Linked DNA regions of Mus musculus: region 1 is linked to region 2. Evidence: chromatin contacts called from public promoter capture Hi-C data. All regions are on one chromosome and are shown on one strand. Each heading gives the region's core, a stretch centred on a gene start, on an enhancer-like site or on the middle of the called end of the contact. The rest is flanking DNA. Distances are from core to core; before and after follow the strand shown. Region 1 overlaps Ptpn9 (protein tyrosine phosphatase, non-receptor type 9). Region 2 holds the start of Snupn (snurportin 1).

Evidence for each region. Promoter capture Hi-C pulls out the DNA fragments that hold promoters and counts their contacts.
Region 1: a promoter capture Hi-C map of liver shows a contact between it and region 2, with 2.5 times the contacts expected there. The contact joins the enhancer-like site here to the promoter of Snupn in region 2. A contact is called at or near these places in 11 of 39 promoter capture datasets (the 3T3-L1 cell line, 3T3-L1-derived adipocytes, the C10 cell line and 7 more), 12 of 484 Hi-C or Micro-C datasets (ECoMG myeloid progenitors, LSK cells, Sertoli cells and 8 more), 7 of 115 datasets of contacts at active chromatin or transcription factors (the HPC-7 cell line, the SCID.adh cell line, bone marrow-derived macrophages and 3 more) and 4 of 9 other capture datasets (adipose tissue, liver, macrophages and 1 more).

The regions. Positions count from the first base shown.
Region 1 is chr9:57,016,211-57,019,571 of GRCm38.p6, reverse strand. All of the region lies in intron 1 of Ptpn9 (protein tyrosine phosphatase, non-receptor type 9), which reads right to left. Among named protein-coding and RNA genes, the nearest start is that of Ptpn9, 23 kb to the right of the region's middle. Within about 2 kb of position 1,706, at least 23 of the 459 cell types and tissues checked have an H3K27ac peak or open chromatin away from gene starts, as enhancers often do. A contact at or near this core is called in Sertoli cells and liver, where this site is marked.
Region 2 is chr9:56,949,265-56,952,590 of GRCm38.p6, reverse strand. It overlaps Snupn (snurportin 1), which reads right to left and starts at 1,683. Exons shown (of 9, transcript NM_178374.4): 1 at 1,638-1,683.

The DNA.
Region 1 (3,361 bases), core at 457-2,956, 67 kb before region 2:
TTAAATTTTAATTTAAAAACATTGTCTTAGGTTTTACTGCTGTGAATAGACACCATGACCAAGGCAACTCTTACAGGGAGAACATTTATTTGGGGCTAGTTTACAGGTTAAGAGATTCAGTCCATGATCATCAAGGTGGAAGCATGGCAGCGTCCAGACAGGAAGAGTACAGGTAGAGCTGAGAGTTCTGCGTCTTCATCTGAAAACTGCTAGAAGAAGACCAGCTTCCAGGCAGCTAGGACAAGAGTCTTAAAGCCCACGCCTACAGTGACACCCCTACTCCAACAAGGCTGCACCTCCTAATAGTGCCACTTATATAAACTATCATAAAGGTTACATTTATATAGTCTTAGTCTTTACTGCTTAGGATAAAAAGTACAGCCAGTTCAGAGAGAGGACACAGCATTGGCATGCATGAAGGAGTAATGAGAAACCCCTCCTAGGAGGTGGGATTAGAGAACTCTGCTAGGACCCGACTTCAGCCAAAATATCTATTTTTTTTCATTTTAGAATTATTTAAATTGAGATATTATGCATGTATATTCTGAGTACCTAAAAGATCTCTGCATTGCTATTCTGTTCTAACTATTTTGAAACTTTTCTTGATTATTAATCCAGAAAATGATGACATTTCTGAATTTTAACTATACCCATATTATCAATCAACTCAGTTATGAAGTATCTACTCAGGTGGGCATAGTAGCACTCAGGAGGCAAAGAGAGGCAGGAGGATCTCTTGTGAACTTGAAGCCAGCATGGTGTATATAGTGAGTCCCACGACAGCAATGGTTACATAATGAGTGTCTGTCTCAAAAAATAAAACAACAAAAAGATGGATTTACTCATAGAAAGGCATATTTTTTTCTTAACCTATGCCAAGGAAAAATATATAACTGAAGCTGCGCTGGGCAGTGGTGGCGCACGCCTTTAATCCCAGCACTCGGGAGGCAGAGGCAGGCGGATTTCTGAGTTCAAGGCCAGCCTGTTCTACAGAGTGAGTTCCAGGACAGCCAGGGCTACACAGAGAAACCCTGTCTCGAAAAATCCAAAACCAAACCAAAGCAAAACAAAACAAAACAAAAACCTGAAGCTGCTTCAGAGGTGTAAGGCCCAAACTACTATGTGACTATGGACTGGGGAAATCTCTCTTCACTAATTTTTCAGTTGAAAAATAGGGACTATGCATTGTACACACCACAGTCCCAGCATAGAGGCAGGTAGATCTCTAGGAGTTTGGGGTCGTTCTGTTCTACATATCAAGTGTGATAGACAGGATAATGTAATTCAGACCCAGCCTCAAGGGGGAAAAAAAGAAAGAAAAGTAAGTGTTATACATGCCTGTAATTTCATCATTCACAAAGCAAAGAACGGCAAAAGAATTAATTGGCCCCAAGTTCTAAGACACCCTGGTCTACACAGCCAGGCTAAGAACTACATAGAGAAATCCCATTTCAAAGTTGGAGAAAAGAAAGAGGAAAGGAGGGGAAGAAACGGAGTTGGGTGTAGTGGGATATACTTGTTTCCCCAGCATTTGGGGAGGGGAAGCAGGAGGGTCAGGGGTTTGAAGCTCTCCTAGGCTCTAAAGGACTGAGTCATAGGAGACACTGTCAAACAAACAAAAAGAAAACAAGGGGGAAAGGCTAAGGGCTATGACCTACTTCAGAGACTTGGCAACAATTCTCCCTTGCAAATCTAATTCAAATTGCTACATACTGTTTAAACAACTATCAAACTAGAATCCCAGGAGGGTCAGGTTACCTTACAACACAGCACCTGATTCATACTCAATTTTCTAGGAAAACACAAAGGACATTTATAAACCAGGGGAAAGTCCAAGGCCTGGAGTGCAGTTGAGTTTTTGAGCCTTGCAACTGAGGAAATGTAACTTATACCACTTCAGAAAGAGAAGTAGAAAAACTTAACCAAGCACAGAGCCGAAAAGAGTCAAGAAACAGACCATGATGAAAAGCTTTCAAAGATCACACTGTCCCACAACCAGCTGATGCCAGACCACAGAACTGAGTCTCAGAGAAGACAACAGAACAAACTTAGAATGCTCCCCAAGAACATTTGTGTTCTATCTGTAGAGTGGCCAGCATCAGAATGAGGAAAGAAAGAAAAGAATAAAAGCAGGCACGGATGCCTAAACAAAGCCCCAGTCAGTCAGGAAGGTCCTCAAGAACTTCTCAAATGGGGTATGCTTTTTGGTGAATACATCACCTTTGACTCTTTCTTGAAAGGGTCTCACTGTGTAGCTCTGGCAGCTGGAAACTCACTATGTAGACCAGGCTGTTATGGAACTCAGAGATCTTCCTATCTCTGCACCCCAAATGCTGGGATTAAATGCATTTGCAGCCACATCCAGTTTAACACATTACCTTTTGAATCTAGTATTTATTTATTTATTTATTTATTTATTTATTTATTGTATATGAATACACTGTAGCTGTCTTCAGACACACCAGAAGAGGGCCTCAGATCCCATTACAGAAAGTTGTGAGCCATCATGTGGTGCTGGGAATTGAACTCAGGACCTCTGGAAGAGCAGTCAGTGCTCTTACCACTGAGCCATCTCTCTAGCCCCTAAATCTAGTTTTGCAATGTACTTCTAATATTGTTTGCAAATAAAACACTAGAGTAAAAAGAACATACCTTTCTCACTGCTTAGCTGTATGAACATGCATGGAACATTGTACAGGTAGAAAGAAGAAATCTGAATGACCAGAAGGAGATATGATCAATAAATACTCAACTGGTAAGATGACCCTTCATTGTGATAAATCATGCTGTAGAAGCCTGTTAGGTGAGACTTACTATGGAGATGACAACCAAATGTCTATTTATTCCAGAAAAGTAACCAACTACATATGAAAGTGACTACACAAAGTTCAATTTGGTAAGCAAATTAGTTTATTGGGATTAGTTACAGGAGCAGAGACAAATTAATTTAAAGGCAGCTGTACTACCCTCAACCTGGATTATAACACTGAAAAGCTGCATCCCTACAGCTCTATGTACTACTTTCATGCAGCACAACAGGTTAGAAAGCTTCATCCTGGCAGCTCAGCCTCCTGTCTTACCTCTAGCAACTGCCTGTTCCTACTTCTATAAGGTAGAAAAAGGGAAAACATTTCTGTGTATCTTGTTAGTTTCAGGAACTTTTTGAGACTTGTGAGTTGTTTACTTCCCTAGTCTCATGAATCTCTTCTCATTCCTGGAAGGAATGTTTCAACTTAGATCTTTAAACTTCTTGAGCCTTAAGAAACCTCCCTTTAGAACAGCAGTTCTCATCCTTCCTAATGCAGTTCCTTCTTTTAATACAGTTCCTCATGTTGTGGTGACCCTCCCACACCATAGAATT
Region 2 (3,326 bases), core at 434-2,933:
AGCACATGGCACACATACATATAGTGAGGCACGTAATAAACTAAATCGTTTTTTAAAGGGGGTAGCTGGAATTATAACTCAATAGAGGAGTGTTTCCATTGCATGTGTGATGTCCCTAGGTCCAATTCCCAGTTCTGCAATCTGGTCCGTCAATGTAGCTAAGCAGCTGGCTTTGTAGCCCAGTGACAGTGCTTGGTTTTGATTGATTTGGGGATGGAGTGAGGTTAGTGAGCATCTTAACCATTCAAATATACAGTTCTGCAGTGGGAAGTACCTTTACACTGTTATCAACTGTTTCCATCTTGCAAGAATGCACAGGACAGGATAGGACAGGGTGGAAGGGTACTGGAGAGATGGTTCAGCCATTAGGTTAAAAGTACTGGTTGCGGGGCTGGAGAGATGGCTTGGCGGTTCAGAGCACTGACTGCTCTGCCAGAGGTCCTGAGTTCAATTCCCAGCAACCACATGGTGGCTCACAACCATCTGTAATGAGATCTGATGCACTCTTCTAGTGTGTGTCTGAAGACAGTTGCAGTGTACTCATATAAATAAAAATAAATAAATCTTAAAAACACACACAGCACTAGTTAAAAAAAAAAAAAAAAAAGAGAGTACTGGTTGCTCTTCCAGAGGACCTGGGTTTCATGTGGTAATTCATGACCACCTGTAAACCAATTCCAGGGAACTAACTGGAACTCTCTTCTGACTTTCTTCCCAGCATGGCACCCATGTGGTGTGCAGACATGTAGGCAAAACACACATACACATATGCATATAGGAAAATAAACAAATAAAAGAACAAAGGATGGTGCCATACCTCCACTTGGTAAAGTACTTGCCAAAGTGCGCACCATATTTGCACCAAGCCTTGGGTCTGAAACCCAGGAGAAAAAGAAGAAAGCTGCATTCCTATATCCTAAGACATTAAAAATACTTTTTTTTTTTTCTGTTTTGTTTTGTTTTGGGGACAGGTTTTCTGTCCTGGAACTCTCCTTGTAGTCCAGGCTGGCCTCGAACTCATAGAGACCTGCCTGCCTTCTGAGTGCTGAGATTAAAGGTATGCAACCACCACACCCGGCTAAGAATACTTTCTAAGAAAATTTGTTAAAAGTGACTATTATCAGTGTGGATTTAAGGTGTGCATCAGAGTGTTTGTAAAATAACCGGGAGTATTCAGTAGATAATTACTGAGCTTCCCCGTCAAGGTATCCTGAAGTATGCCATAGAAATGATCCCTAACAGGACCTTACGTGTCATACACCTGCAATGGCAGCAAGGCAGGAGGCCGAGGAAAAGAAGCGAACTAATTCCTAAGTGTCAGGCTCACCCAAGCCTCTTCTCCAGCCCAATAGATGCTCCCACCACACGTCCGTGAACTCTGCCGCCCTCCCCGCTACTGTCTCTCTAGCAATGGAGTCGTTTGTCTTTCGGTTACAGAATTCTCCCTGCCACACATAAATGTTCCTCATGAGTTTGAGCCAGACTGCCTGGAATACAACGACAAAAATATGGCCAAGTCCAAGTCCCCAAGACTGGCCAGCCTCCCCAGGTAACGGCTGCGAAGCCAGCCCTGGGTCATCAGAAGAAGTTTGAGCTTGCGGCTGAGAGAACGCCAAACTAGACAGGGCCAGACTTACCGCACGTCCGTACCACTCGCGCACGCCGCCAGTGCCTGTGCCGACTGACCAATTAGGTGCCTTAGCGGAGCTAGACACGCCCCGCTCAAGCTTGCACTCGAACTTCCGGCTCCGCCTACCGTGGTGCATCGCGGGAGTTGAGTCGGGCAGGACATTACTTCCGCCCTGAACTGAGCGACTCTTCTCCCTAGGGAGGGGCTTCCAGATTTGGTTTAGGCTTTTTCGGGATTCTAGCGAGATTGTCCGCGATACGGAGCCTTCAGTACTGATCGCAAACTTGCCCCGGATCCTTTCACTGACAAAACCGTGACTTCGTGGCCGCCACCTCTCCGGGTGTGCCCAAACTCGAGAGTTGCACTGACAGCCCTTTTGTCTTGCTTGTGCGATTTTCTGAATGGCTTTCAGGTTTCGAACTAATAAACGTTTCTTCCCTTCCTTTTTCCTTTCCCTTTCTTTCTTTCTTTCTTTCTTTCTTTCTTTCTTTCTTTCTTTCTTTCTTTCTCTTTCTTTCTTTCTTTCTCTCTCTCTTTCTCTCTCTCCTTTCTCTCTCTTCTCTCTTTCTTTCTTTTTCTTTCTTTCTTTCTTTCTTTCTTTCTCTCTCTTTCTCTTTCTCTCTCTCTTTCTCTCTCTTTCTCTCTCTCTTCCTCTCTCTCTCTCTCTCTCTCTCTCTCTCTCTCTCTCTCTCTCTTTCTTTGTATAGCCCTGGCTGTCCTGGAACTCACTTTGTAGACCAGGCTGGCCTCGAACTCTGAAATCCGCCTGCTTCTGCCTCCCGAGTGCTGGGATTAAAGGCGTGCAGGCGTGCGCCACCACTGCTATCCCTATTCTCCTTTCTAACATGACGCGGAAAGGGACCTGGCTCGATTCCTGATAGGTAACGTTCAGCATTTGAGTGCAGCACTTAGTCCGGTTTGAAAGTAGTTACATGAGTGACCGAGATTTAGGAGACCCTAAGCAAACCCATACATCGTGTCTGCAGGGTAAGACTTCTAGCATGTAAAATGAAAACAGGACTTGCTACTTAATGCTTATAATGTGAGCCAGATGCGTTGCTTCTAACACCTCAATGAACTGGGGTGTGGCTAGGGATGTTGCTCAGCAATCAATGTGTTTGTATAGCCTGCGCTAAACTTGCAGTGGCACCACCCTGTAATCGAACAACAGGGGGTGAAAGCAGGACTGGCTGGTAGTGCTAGCACATGCCTTTAATGCCAGCTTTCAAGAGGCAGAGAAAGGCAGATCTCTAAGTTAAAGGACAGCCTGGTCTGCAGAGTTCCTGGAAAGTCAGGAGCCCTGTGGGTGGTGGTGGGGGAGTAATTTGGCCAGGGTTGTCAGGAACCATAATGGGACAAGCTAATAACTAGCAGTTGATCATCCTGAAGTGGCCTGCTTCGGATTATTATTATTTTTTCTTTTCTTTTTTTTTTTTTTTTTTTTTGGTTTTTCGAGACAGGGTTTCTCTGTATAGCCCTGGCTGTCCTGGAACTCACTTTGTAGACCAGGCTGGCCTCGAACTCAGAAATCCGCCTGCCTCTGCCTCCCAAGTGCTGGAATTAAAGGCGTGCGCCACCACCACCCGGCTCGGATTATTATATAATTTGTGACAGGTGAGCCCTTATTAAGCGAGGCTGTAAGGGACTCATTTTAGGAGAGATTCCTGCTATTAATATGCTTCTCCTGTTATTATTA